Regions from separate parts of the Mus musculus genome. Here region 1 is linked to region 2. Evidence: chromatin contacts called from public targeted proximity ligation data. All regions are on one chromosome and are shown on one strand. The core of a region is the stretch at or near the end of the contact, and the rest is flanking DNA. Distances in the headings are between cores, read along the strand shown.

Region 1 (7,081 bases), core at 382-2,881, 180 kb before region 2:
CGTGGCCTAATCACTGGGGCCAGTGAACTCGCCAGAGAGCAGCTTCCCAATAAACCAGCAGTTAATATCATCTTATCTGCCTTGATCTGGCTCAGTTTACCACCGGGGAAATAAGGTATCACTGTGTACTTTATCTCCTTAGTATCAAGGTGCCGTGACGGGAGAAGGCCCAGGCCTGACGGAGACAGATGACAAGGCTGGGGCCTACCTTCCCTTGATTCATAAGTCCGGTTATAGGTGGTCATGAAGTCCTTGAAGAGTGGAGCCATCTTCACAGAGAAGTCCTAGGAAGGCGGAAGGATGTTCACTTACAAGTCCAGCCAGACCCCAGTGAGCTGACTGAGCTCTACCCTGGAGGACCAAGACAGGGAAGTCACTATGGGAAGAGGAAGTGAGGGGGAAGAGAGAGAAGGGGCGTGCAGAGAAAGAGAAGAGAAGGGAAAGAGGATTAAGGGGCCTTTGTCTCTCCTCGACACAGGGTCTTCACCTGGGGCAGGGGATCCTTGTCCAACAATGGAAGGAATGAGCTGAAAGTCGCATTTCTAAACTCTGGATAGGGTCGGAACAGAGAAGTAATTAAGGCTGGATTCTGACTCAAGTATGGTCTGGGCTCTCCCAGTCTCCTTGAGCAATCCCAGCACCTGTGACCTTGGCATTCACTGGGCTACAGTCCCTCCTCAGCAGCAAGTGTTCTTTTAGCTCTTCCAGGACTTCAAAACTGCAGAGCTGGAGGCATAGAAAGAAGACGGTCTTGGGACAGTTTGAAACAAGGTCCTGGCAAGAGCAGCTAGAAGTTCCTCAAAGGAGAGCCACATGGAAGGCAGTCATAACTTGGTGAAAGAGGGAGGCCAGCAGCAGACACCCAGCACCCCAACACCCACCCTTTCAGAGCATCTTGGTCTCTAACTTGGTATCTCAGGAGTAACCAATGCCTCGACAGGACCCACCATTCCAATTGTTTGCCAGCTAGGGCCAACAATAGCTGACCTCTTCACTCACCACTGTTTTCTTCGTCTCAGGCAGTGGGCACACCAGGGGATCATTGCAAGGTGGCTCCTCTAGTGTGGCTTCCAGGGAGAACAGAGAGCCCTGGCCGGCCTGGATGGAGAAGAAGTTGGGGCTGGCCCAGCCATCCCCTCCCCCTTTACTCCTCTTAGGAGACCATTGCCCATCTGTGCCTCCCTACCGGATACAGGTCTAAACAGGTCCTTCCCTCCCCTGTCCTGGCCATCATCCCAAATTTAAGCCAAACTCCACCTTGCACCATTCCTGGGCCCAGGCCCCGCGCCCGCTCCCCGCGCGTCCTCACCCGGCGGACGCGTCCGCGCACCGCTCCTAGCACGGCCCTTGTCCCCGCAGCACGGCCGTAATTGTACATGTCCAGCGCGAAGCGGGCGGGGGCCAGCAGCTCCTGGGACGACAAGTTCCAGGCCTGCTCGTCATCTGCCCAGGGCTTGGCGGGGACGGGGCTCAGGGCCACAGTCGAGAGCAGTGTCAGCAGCCACAGAAGCTGCAGTAGGGGCGCCATAGCGAGGTCGAAGCTGCTCGCCCGGATTCACTGACCCACAAACACACGGATCAAGAGACCCGAGGCGGAGCCTGCTGTCAGAGGCCACAGAGAGTTTCCCTACAACGTTGGAGAACGCCGGGGCGGCCAATGGGCACCGATTCCTGGCGCTTGCGCGCTCGCTTATTTACGCGAGGCACGTGGACCACGGGGTGCGGGATGCGGGGGGGGGTGGGTGGGGGGGTGGAGAGGGTGGAGTGAGGGGAGAGGACACTAGGTTGACAATAAAATAAGAATCTACGCCCTTTTCTATCTTACGCAGGAAAAGCCAGATCCTTTTAACCATGGCAGACCTGTGAGGTCAGTGCAGTCCCATTGCGTAGATAAAGAAAAAGAAGCTTACAGATGACTCTGATAAGAGGTGAACCCAAACAATTGGTTCCTCAGCCTGCCTTCACGGTGTGATCTCACCTTTGAGGCACCTATTGTCATTCACCAGACGGTCAGTAATATTATGGGTTGTGGGACCAGAGGATGTAGGTAGTTCAGTGGCTAGTGTTTGCCTAGCTCTCACAAATGCCCTGTGTACCATCCCCGAGCACGGAATAAACCTAGCCTGGTGAGGCACTCAGGAAGAGACAGAAAGTTCTGAAGTTCAAGGTCATTCTTGGATACCTAAGAGAATTTGAGCGTAGGCTACATGAGTCTGGCTGTTGTGAGGCTTAAAAGACATCTATATAATCAACAAAGCTGTGCAAAGGGTGGATCGTACCGTAAATCACTTAAAAGCACTGTGTTCCAGGACTGCCAAGGGACAGCGTCACAACTGAAAACAGAGGGTGGGAAAAAAATCTCCAAAGTGTAAAAATGTATGAGGGAATAACAAATTGAATCATAAACCAAGATGCATTCTCGTAAGCCTCTGCACACTTGGAGAGGGACCGGAAAGGAGGGTTTTTTATTATTGAAAGGGAAATGTCCATAAACTGCTTGGATACAAAAATCCATTGGTTTTGTATCGGAGAGGCAAAAATTATCCTCAGCTCATTGAAGGAGCTGTCGTATGTTATCTAAAGCGGTTAAAATCAGCCTTGTCACAGAAATCTTGTGTGTACGTGAGGAGTGTGCAGGGTATGTATATATGAAGGAGTTTTTTGAAGTCTTTAAGACAGTTCCCTTGGTTTGTTTGTCTTCAAAACAGGGCCTATGTAGACTGCTACATCCACTCCAGTAGTGACATGCATGACAGGCCAAAAGCCTGGATCTTGCCCAGGGCCTGCTTCTTTTGTACCACCCCGAGATTGGAGTTTCTGCCTTGTCCTGCTTCCCTATTACAACCTAAAGATTGAGGCTTGTTTCCTTGTCCTTGGCCAATGTCAGATTCCTGCCTAGCAGTACCCTATAGGTCTCTCCACAATGTATCCCATAAAGAATGCATCTACTGGGGCTGGAGAGATGGCTCGGGGGTTAAGAGCACGGACTGCTCTTCCAAAGGTCCTGAGTTCGATTCCCAGCAACCACGTGGTGGCTCACAACCATCTGAAATGAGATCTGGCTCCCTCTTCCGGAGTGTCTGAAGACGGCTACAGTGTACTTAATATAAATAAATAAATAAATAAATAAATAAATCTTAAAAAAAAAAAGAATCGTGCTTATCACTTTAAAAAAAAAGAATGCATCTACTGTATTTATAAACAGCACTTCTATGGGAGAGAAGTTTACGTGACTAGATCACGTTTGCTCTTTTGAGTTTCCTCCTACTTCAACACAGATAATTGAATAGTGTGCTGTAGGCATTTTTATAGAATGTGCATGGCATATTGTAAAGAATTGTTCTCAGTGTCCTCAGCTTCTACCTGTTCCACCCATTGGTGTTAATTCTTGAGGACTTTTACTTAATCAATTATTGCAAATAGATACTCATTTTTGATTTTAGAAAAATGAAATATGCACATTGTGACTATTGATACACTTTTAGTCTTTCTAATTACAACTGCTTTAACAAGAAAAGCAACTAAAAGTATAGTCAGTCATTGCCTATGTTGATTTTTTTTTTTATGCTTGGTGTTCCAAATCAAATTAAAATAGATATTGGAACTGGCTATTACAGCCAAGCATTTGAGATGTTTTGTCAACAATTTAATGTTACCCATGTTACTCATATTTTTTTATAACTCTTAAGGAAAAGATACTGCGGAGCTTTAAATATATATCTTCAAAAATTTTTTTAAATTTGGATGCCTAAAATCTCTCTGAGTGTCTATGGCACTCTACAACCAGGCATACTCATGAAATGAAAGGATCCACATACTGGCACATGACATGATACTGTTCAGGTATTTAATATGGGGAAGAGGGCATTTTTGTGTTTTCTCCACAGAATGCTGCAGCAGGAGCATGCTAGCTGCCAGAGTGATTGGTGAGACAAGCTGATGCTGGGACAAAGACTGATGCTGACCTGTGAGCTGGCTGAGTGCCCTGACAGTGGAGACAGGCAGACTGTTTTGGACTTGAGTTCCTGATCTCAGATTGGACAAACTGCCTTGCTTCAAACTTTTAGCTTGTGGGACTGAGAACATGGAGACTGGAAACCGCCTTCAAAAACGTAATCAAAAAGAAGTTATGACGAGTCTTCTCTTTCCTTTAATGTGACCAGTTATGCCTACTTAGTCATGCACTGTGCCGATAATCAACCCAGCATTAGAAATTGTTATTTCTTCATTTGGAAGGCTGATTCTGGTCATTTTAGAGACATATTTGAAAGTTAGCTACAATTCTCTATGACGCTATGTTAGCAGTAGATTGAGACAGGATATAGCAAATTTTAAGGCTAGGTTAGCAGATATTTCAGATATTAGCAGAAGTCATTTGGACACTTGGAACATTGATGAATTGGCCAGAGATTTAAAGAATCACCTAAGTGCATTGAATCCTGTGGATTGGGTTCAGTATATAATCCTGCTTGCTATTATTATTGGCATTACCTTATTAGTAATTGTTGTGTTTTCACTCATCTTTAGAAGTTCTTCTGAGATCTGTAGCTACCATGAGGCGGGATATTATGGAACTTCGTCTAGAAAATAAAAAATATGGGGAACTGCTACATCCACTCCAGTAGTGACATTCATGACAAGCCAAAAGCCTGGATGCAGTCCCGAGGCAAAAAGTTCACGGAAACTTAGTCTCCTGGAACTGTGGCATCCTATAGCACGTATGCTCCAAACTTGTCCTTGCAAATGGATCTGTGTGCTTCCTTTCAGTATTGTCTTACTACAGGAGCCTCCAAGCAATGACTTGCCAAATACCTAAGCAAAATTGAACTTTGCTTCCTGGCCTTCACCAATGCCCTAGGTAGTTCTTGAGCCGACTCTGGGCTTGGAATTCAGTAAGAATGTTGCCTATTTGGTAACATTCAGAATTGCCTCTATTATTGTAAGAGAGATTGTGAAAGAAATCAGGCATTACTATCTACTACACAGAGTTAGAAATCTCAGGGCAAGCTTAGCAAAGTAAGTTTAGAATTCTTATTATAGTTATGTATGGCAGACTACATTACTTATTAGTAGAAAGACCCCCCCACACAATCACTTAGAATAAAAGTCAAGTTGCTCCCATATACAGGAATTTACAATGGTTTAGGAAGTAGATCAGGCTGTGGTTTTAGAGTATTGCATTATTCATGAGAAGGTTAGCTACAGCAGAACTCCCTAATTAGAACCATGACTTGGGCGTGAAAGCCCTTGCCCCAGGAATGTAAAGACCTCACACCTGGCTTCTAAGAATATAGCTGACCTTAGATAGGGCTGACTTGGTCTCAGTTGTTTTATTGCCCAGTTCCTGCCAGTCTTTGTGTTTGCATTCCTCCATTTTGTGTAAAAGTCATTAAGCATCCAGTAACCTCATTGTACCTTGCTGATGTGTCACCTAATTTCCCTATTTTCTTCTGTATTAAAAAGTTTTGATGCTCAATTTGACATTACATTCAGATTCGGCACACTCCCTCGTGTCCTGTCTGTTTGTCACCCCATTCTCACCGACCCTTGCTCACCTACAACCAGAAACCCGTTACCTACAGATTGGAGACCCAATAGAGGCTCTTCTGTAGCAGTAGACCAGGCTGGCTTTGAACTCATAGAGATCCACCTGCCTCACTGCCTCCCTAGTGCTAAGATTAAAGGCATATACTGCCAACACCAGCTAAGGGATACATTAGCATTTGCCTTGCAAGCTTGGTAATTTAACTTCAAGCCCTAGCACACACACACACACACACACACACACACACACACGCTACACATGGCACACTCACTGTAATCCCTTTGCCTGGAAGTAAAGGCAAGGGGACCCCTGAGGCTCATGGGCCATCCACCATCCAGTGTTGCCTAATTGGTAAGTTCGAGGCCAGTGAGAAAACCTGTTTCATAGGAGGTGAAAGGCTTTCCTGATGATGACATGCTAGGCTGTCCTCTCACCTCCATATGTACACACACACACACACACACACACACACACACACACACACACCATCCTAAGTCTTCATCGGGCCTGCCCATAGGTATTCTTGTACAGCACTGTCCTCTGAGCCAAACTACCAGCATCCTAAGGAGTTCTTCTGGGCCTGCTGCAAAGATCACCCCAGTGCAGATGTTAACCTGGGGCTTTTCTTTGCCCTTTTGCTCTCTCTAACAACAGGGCATCTCTACGCCTGCCCTAGCCCGTTTAGCTCCTGAATCAATGACACAGAGACAAGCTGCAGGTAGCATGCTGGGCAGATGCTCGTCTACTGAAGCCCTCTACAGCTGCCTACTTCCCAGCGGTATCTGAGTCTTGCTCTGGCTGGCTCTGATCCATGTGTGTCCTCACGGTGACTCCTGGCAAATCCTCCTGATCCCTCCCTTCCTTTCCTTTTTTCTTCTCTGCTTCTTTCTTTTTGCTTGGGCCCCCCTGACTGGGACTGGAAGTCTCCTCTTATTCTCTTCTGCCCATTTTTTTTTTTTTTTTTTTTTTTTTTGAGATAGGGTTTCTTTGTATAGCCCTGGCTGTCTTGGAACTCACTCTGTAGACCAGGTGGAACTCAAACTCAGAAATCCACCTGCCTCTGCCTTCCAAGTGCTGGAATTAAAGGCATGCACCACCACTGCCTGGCACTTCTGCCCATCTTTAGGCAGAATCAGCTCTTTATTAAGCAATCAAAGGTAATGGAAAAGAAGTTTTATACATCACTGAGACAGGAGATGCTCCAAATATCATGACAATGTCTACGTCTAGATTGCAAAGAGACCTCTGGGCACAGCAATCAGCATCTGAATACAGAGCGCACCCCCGCCCCCATCACAGCTGGGCCTCTTGGTAGGAGTGGGCAGGACATGAGGCCCTCACTTGAGCATTCGGCTACCCTTCCAACCAGTTGTTTGCAATTCTATCCTAATTGCACATGGGTTCATAGTCTCTGGGTAGGGCTAGAGCAGTGGTTCTCAGCCTGTGGGTTGAGACTCATTTGGGGATCAAACGACCTTTTCACAGGGTTTGCGTGTCCCAAAATCCTGCATATCAGATATTTACATTATGATTCAT
Region 2 (7,209 bases), core at 4,415-6,914:
GCATCGAAGGAGCTAATTAGGGGCATCAAGTTCCTTGGGGCATGTAATGTCTGCTCTAGTCCCTAGAATTGCAAACATCACACAATCACAGACACTAGCTGGCAAAATCATGCTCCTGCTAGAGCATGAGGCAAATCATAGTCAGCTGCTGCAGTCAGTCTGAAGCAGCCCCAATTCTCACACCTGGAATTAAAACAAAAACATTCTTGTAATATTTCTCTGTGTGTTTTTAAGCAGCCAAAATTCTGGAATTCTTACTACAGAGGTCCCTATGAATATTAGGGACTGGAAAACAAAAAAGAGCAGGCGCCACTAAGGAAACAGGATGTTGGAAGCAGTGTTTGACCCTCCAGTTCTCTGGCTGAGACTGGGCTGTGTGTATAGGAGATGTAAGGAAGAAATGGATTCAGCAAGGACCATGAGGCTGGTGTGGAACATAGGTAGCAACGCTGAGTCCTTGGTAGGGCTTTGACTGATCTGTACCATACCAAGTCCTGTTTCTGTTGATCACCTCTTTCTGTCTGAACCTGTCTCTTTCTGTGTGTGTCTTTGTGTCTCTCTTTGTCTCTGTCTCTCTCTTTCTCTCTCAATCACACATGCATTGGTTGATCTGAAACTCATGGCAATCCTCTTGCCTCAAGTGGTGTTGATACAGGCGTGTATCACCACTGCTTTCTTTGACTTGTGATCACTGCTATTTTTCTTATTTATATTACCTTTTGTGCATATTTCACAATTTTGTATTTATTTGTTTGGTGTTAGATCAGGTCCTATGCTAGTCCTGGCTGACCTGGTATTCACCAAGTATGCTAGAATGTCCTCAAACCTGAAGAAATGCTCTGACCTCAGTCACTGGAGTGCTAGGGTTACAGCAGTGGTTCTCACACTTCCTAATACTGTGACCCTTTAATACAGTGGTGACCCCCAAACACAATTATTTCATTCCTACTTCATAACTGTATTTTTGCTACTGCTGTGAATTATAATACAAACATCTGATACTTGATCCCAAAGAGGTCTCCACTCACAGGTTGAGAACCACTGGATTGCAGACATGTGCCACCACATCTGGCTTGTACAATTTTATATCAGGCAATACACAGTCATATTCTATATCCTGTTATCTTCCTCAGAAGGATATTGATTTTTTAAATTTTATCATATGAGTAACCTTGACCTTGTTCAGTCTTGCTTTTATACATTTTAAGTCATAAGTTTAAGGAAAATCAAGACATTTCCCACAGCAATCTGACTTAGTGTCATTCTGCAACTCCAGGCTCTGTACCTTCATTGCTGGAGAGGTCCCAAGAAATTGTTTTGGTGGGTGTTTATATTGGCACACAATTAAGATTTTTCCATCAATTTTAATCATTAAAGAGCTATATGAAGAAGGTAGTTTAATATTGATAATGTCTCATTTTCTTCCTTTATGTGTCCTGCAAAAGTATCAAATTTTTTTTTCAAGTCAGGATTTCTCTGTATAGCCTTGGCTGTTCTGGAACTCTGTCTTTAGGCCATGCTGGCCTCTGTCTCCCAAGTTCTGAGACTAAAGGTGAGCAAGCACCTGACTCTACTGCCTGACAATATCAATTCTTTTTTCTTTCTTTCTTTCTTTCTTTCTTTCTTTCTTTCTTTCTTTCTTTCTTTCTTTCTTTCTTTTGTTGTTGTTGTTGTTGTTGTTAGGAGCTACTTCATTGCTACATTCTTTATTTTTTTCTTTTTTTAATTAGATATTTTCTTTATTTACATTTCAAATATTATCCCCTTTCCTAGTTTCCCCTCCAAAAATCCCTATCCTCTCTCCCCTCCCCCCTGCTCCCCAACCCACCCACTCCCAATTCCTGGCCCTGGCATTCTCCTATACCGGGGGCATAGAGCTTTCACAGGACCTAGGGCCTCTCCTCCCACTGATGACTGACTAGGCCATCCTCTGCTACATATGCAGCTAGAGCCATGATTCCCTCCATGTGTTTTCTTTGATTGGTGGTTTAGTCCCGAGGAGCTCTGGGGATACTGGTTAGTTCATATTGTTGTTCCTCCTGCGGGGCTGCAAACCCTTTCAGCTCCTTGGGTACTTTCTCTAGCTCCTTCCTTGGGGAACTTGTGGTGAGTCCAATGGTTGGCTGTGAGCATCCACCTCTGTATTTGTCAGGCGCTGGCAGAGCCTCTCGGGAGATGGCTATATTAGGCTCCTGCCAGCAAGCTCTTGTTGGCATCTGCAATAGTGTCTGGGTTTGGCCGTTGTTATGGTTCCCATGACTTTTAGGGTTCTTTCTTTGTCTTTGTTATTCTGAGTTTTGTTATGATATGTTTAGATATGTGGCTTTTAAAACATTTTATTGTATATTTGTATGTGTGTATTGTGACTGTTCTCCAAGCCAAGTAACTGCCATCTTGGCGGGTTCAGCTGTGCCCTTTGCAAAAGGATTGTCCCAGCTGGGCTTGCTGACTGTTTATACCCTCTCATAGAGGCTCTCCTTTAGTGGCTCTCAGCCCCAGGGAGGGGCTCTAGTATGTAGGTTGGGAAAGACTAAGGTAGAAGGGGCCTCATCTGTGAGGATACAGGGAAGCCTTATCCCTGCTGGGTAAAGGCTTTTCCAGGTATGGCCTGTTGGTGGAGGTCAGAGAATAACTATCTGGAGTTGTTATCTCTTTCCAGTAGGGGATCCAAGGACATAACTCCTGTGATCAGGCTTGCAGGGCTAGCCTGTGGAACCATCCCACCAGCCCTGTTTTGTTTGTTAGAAAATTAGACTTCTTTGTACCTGGCTAGCTTATTCAAATAGAAACTTAGATATGTCTTTGTCTTATAATAATTTTGTCAGTACTTCTCTTGGATCTATCTTTTATTTTCCTCCTAATTGATATAAATTCCACATGTCATAATATGCTGTTTTGATGCTTTGATGTTCACCTGTTTTTCATATGTTTCAATACTTATCTAATTCATTATCTAATCATATGCTCTCAATTATCATCTAATCATAAGTGTTATTAATTCCAGTATTTTCATCACCTAAAAAAAAATCCTGAACCCATCAATAACCATTCTACTTGCCCTCAGTCCCTGCACCTTGGCAACATTAATTTGTTTTTTTTTCCTCGATTGGTTTGCCTATTTTGAGCATTATGGAATATGAGCATGGTTTATTAGGATTTCCTGTGTCACACTGTGTCTTTGTGTTTCTATTGCTGTAACAAAACACCATGACAAAAAGCAAGTTGGGGAGGAAAGGGCTTGTTTGCTTTATACTTCCATGTTACTGTTCTCACTGAAGGAAGTCTGGACAGGATCTCAAACAAGGCAGGAACCTGGAGGCAGGAGCTGACACAGAAGTCATAGAGGGATGCTGTTTACTGGCTTGCTCAGTCTACTTTCTTACAGAACCCAGGACCAATTAGTCCAGGAATGGCACCATCCACAATGGGCTAGACCCTCCCCCATCAATAACTAAATAAGAAAATATCTTGCAGCCAGATCTTATGGAGGCATTTTCTCAATTAGGCCTCTCTCCTTTCAGATAACTCTCGTCTGTATGTCAAGTTGATTAGCCAGTGTGTACTTTATTTCTTTTTATGGTTGAAGTGGTATATTACATTTTGTTAAGCCCACTACTTATCATCATTTGGTAGATATTTGAGTTCCATTTTGTGTTATTGTGAATAATATTGCTAAAAACATCATGCCCTAACTTTTGTTTTGGTCTATTCTCATCCAGTTGAACCATTTATAAGTATTTTTAAAGATTTATTTCTATTAAATTTATTCATTTTGTGTATGGGTGTTTTGCCTGCATGTATATATGTATCCCAAGAGTTACAGATGGTTATGAATCATCGTGCAGGTGCTGGGAGTCAAATCCAGACCCACTGCAAGAGCACCAAGTGTTCTTAGCCACTTAGCTATCTCTCCAGACCCCCATTTATGAGGTCTTAAGTTCAAACATTGTATCTTTAAATCCCAAGATTTCTAAAAATGTTTCTCTGTTAGTTTTGCTTTAATTTATTACAATGGATTCTTTTTCTTTGTTAAGGGTCTAAATATTTATTTTACAATGTCTCATTATTAACTCTCAGGTCCAGTGTTATTGTTTGCTGTGTTATAAGTTTGATGGTAAGTTCGTTGCTTAGTAATTTAGAGTCAGTTGCCCACAAACTGTTTAGCTTGAAAATATCTCATGTTAACAACTGGTAGGTCAGAGGTCCTCAAGGTTGCTGAGCTCCATCCAGCCTTGCATGCTTGAATGGCATATGTCTTGGATTGTCCTTCACCCTGGTAGTGACATCCAAAGCTCCTGCCTCTCACTACCTGCATTGTGTAGTTCTGAGTCCTGTGGCTGCTTACATGACATTGTTAAAGCCTTTGTCACACAGCAGTGATGTGGCTACCAGTTTCCTTTGCTCTAGTTACCCCTCAAGTGAGCAGGCAGTGCTTATTCATGCCCTGGTACACGTGTGGAGGTCAGAGGGCAATGTGTAGGAGTCCATTCTCTTTTTCCACTATGTGGGATCCAGGGATTGACTCAGGTTGTCAGGCTTAGCAGCAAATAAGCCTCTTTCTTTTTGTTATCCATTCTGGATTATTACATTTTGTTTTTACTTTTTTCCCCACCATTAATGTGGTTTTTTTTTCCCCCCCGAGACAGGGTTTCTCTGTATAACCCTGGCTATCCTGGAACTCACTTTGTAGACCAGGTTGGCCTCAAACTCAGAAATCTGCCTGCCTCTGCCTCCCGAGTGCTGGGATTAAAGGCGTGCACCACCACACCCGGCTCATGAATGTGTTTTTATTAGATTTAAAAGTATTTGTTTTATAGTATATATTTGAACATGAACATGAGATTTCAACATAGGTTCAATTTATCTTGAAATAGTATTTCTGATTCTTTCACCTATTTAACTCTGGCTTTTCTATCTTTATCTTGTTTGCTTGCTCATTTCCTTTTTGTTGTGTAGATTGAGATGTTTGGAGTAGACTCTTTAAAAAGTACACAATTTATGTTGTTTTTAACACAATTTATTTTAAATGGTTATTAAGATTATTCTAAAGAATTCAGAGCCATTTCCAGCCCCCTTTCTCCTGCATTGATGTTCCCTTCATTTCTGTACTATCTTACTATTTTAAACAGATGTCCCTGATTTCACAGAAAAGTAATTGAATCAGAAAAGGGAGATTTCTCTAAGTAAGGCAGTCATCCACTGGTAACTTAAAGGACTTATGCCGAGTGTCTGGGTTCAGTGGCGAGGTCACTGAGCTTCGGTGCAGTGTGGCCTTGCTGCTGCCATTGTACTCAGTGCTTTGTGGGCTGAGTTACACTCACAGAGCACAGCGACAACAATGGTCTCTGTTAAAATGAATGTCTGGGGTTTTATTTGGGGAAACCACTTTTAAAAAAATAGTTAAAGCATTATTATTTCAAGACGAATTCAGTGATTAGACTTTTAAAGTTGAATTAACTTGTTATAGTGCCTTTATTCCTAATTGTTCTACAGGGCACTGTTTTATTAAAGTGGGAGGTTTTTGTTTTGTTTTGGTTTGGTTTGGTTTTGTAACTCAGGTACAGGAAATAAAGAAGAGAGATGGTGCATGCTATGCTATTCTCTCTGTTGTGGATAATCCATGCCCCTCCCAGCTGCTCTGTGGAAAGCACGGTCTGAGTCACACATACAAAACACGAGGAAGCTCATTCCTAAGGCAAAAACGGCGAGACTTTGACTCTTGCTAAGGCTACAATAGTTTAAAGAGCACAAACCTGAAACGGTCATTCTTGAACTTTTCCGTTTTCAGCTCTAAATTAATTCCCTTAGTGGACTTGTGTTTATTAAGTAATGAGCTGATTTGTTGAAAAAATGCAGGACTATCAGCTAGAATGTTGGCACTGGACATGACTTTATGGAAACTGAAATTTCAGATTGGTTTAACTAATCTAAAAAAATTACAAACAGCTATCTTTCCTCTAGAAAGTAACTCTAAATGTTGAAACAATTTGCCGATGTATAACCAGTTCCCATATTTTGCTTTTTGCAGGTAATCTTTCATCAGGTAAAGGCCTTCTTGGCTCCTGATGCAGTTCTGATTTGTTGGCATTCCTTCTCATATAGAAATACAGCCTGCGCTACCCAGGCTCTCTGCAAAGCTGGCTCTGGCTTCAGAGGAGGGGGGCCGTTCTCAAGACGCATCAGGCATAGCACCCTGCCAGGTGACTTTTGAGGCAAGTTTTGCTGTGGTTCTATATACTCTGATCATTTGACTTATTTTTACGCAATTATGATTACAGGAAAGAGAGCCTGGTTCCATCATAGTTTGAAGGCAAAGTAGAATAAAGAAGCTGTGCAGACATGAAATGATCCAGGGGCTCCCCAAACCCTGATGTCTGTGTTCCACTGAGAGGCTGGTAATTAGTCGACCTTCGGGGCCGCATTAGTCAGAGCTTCCATACAAAATATCATAGACTGGGTGGCTGAAGGAACAAAGATTTATTTTCTCACAGCTCTGTAGGCTAGAAATTCAAGATCAAGATGCCATCTGGATCAGGTATGATGGTTTGTGTCTGTAATTGCTGTATGTTGGAGGCTAAGACATCAGTATCAACTGAGCACTGGAGACAGGGTGGTGGTTCTTTCAGTTGAATTAACCTTGAATTCCAGAGTCAGTGAGATGACTCATGGGAAAAGGCACCTGCCACCACACCTGATCACCTGAGTTTGATCCCTGCATTTTACAAGGTAGAAAGTGAGAACCAACAACACAGAGTTATCCTCTGACCTCCACACATATGGTGTGGTATGTGCACATATGCACACACACGATAAATAAAGTATTTTTAACAAAAATCTCATCTGAACAAATTTTTATTTAGTTGGGTTATAGATCTCTTTATAGCCCAGATTTAAGAGTATAATTGCCTTCTATGTCATCTTTAATGATTTTCTGGTCTCCCATCTTTCCTTGAAAGATGAAAGTAATAGAGATCTAAAGAATTAGAATAATGTAGACATTCTTCCTAGGCCAGGCTTCGTGGCATACATTTGCAGTCCCAGCATTTGGAAGGTGGAGGCAAGAGATCAGTTGAGAGGCATCCTCAGCAACACCGAAGGTTCTAGGCTGGCTTGAGCTTTATAAGAACTGGTCTCAAAACAAATGAAAACCAAAATCTTCCAGGAAGTTCTGGGAAATATGTTTTCATGTTTGAACAACTACATATTCCT

What was found.
Region 1: a targeted proximity ligation map of pancreatic cancer cells shows a contact between it and region 2. A contact is called at or near these places in 1 of 39 promoter capture datasets (liver), 1 of 484 Hi-C or Micro-C datasets (bone marrow-derived macrophages), 3 of 130 datasets of targeted methods (the NIH/3T3 cell line, bone marrow-derived macrophages and pancreatic cancer cells) and 1 of 9 other capture datasets (pancreatic islet).

What each region holds. Positions count from the first base shown.
Region 1 is chr19:4,849,715-4,856,795 of GRCm38.p6, reverse strand. It overlaps Ctsf (cathepsin F), which reads right to left and starts at 1,631. Exons shown (of 14, transcript NM_019861.2): 1 at 1,310-1,631; 2 at 1,000-1,098; 3 at 642-726; 4 at 488-549; 5 at 209-284. The coding sequence starts at 1,528.
Region 2 is chr19:4,671,061-4,678,269 of GRCm38.p6, reverse strand. Gm960 (predicted gene 960) reads left to right here. Exons shown (of 15, transcript NM_001033447.3): 4 at 6,103-6,212. Among named protein-coding and RNA genes, the nearest start is that of Gm960, 24 kb to the left of the region's middle.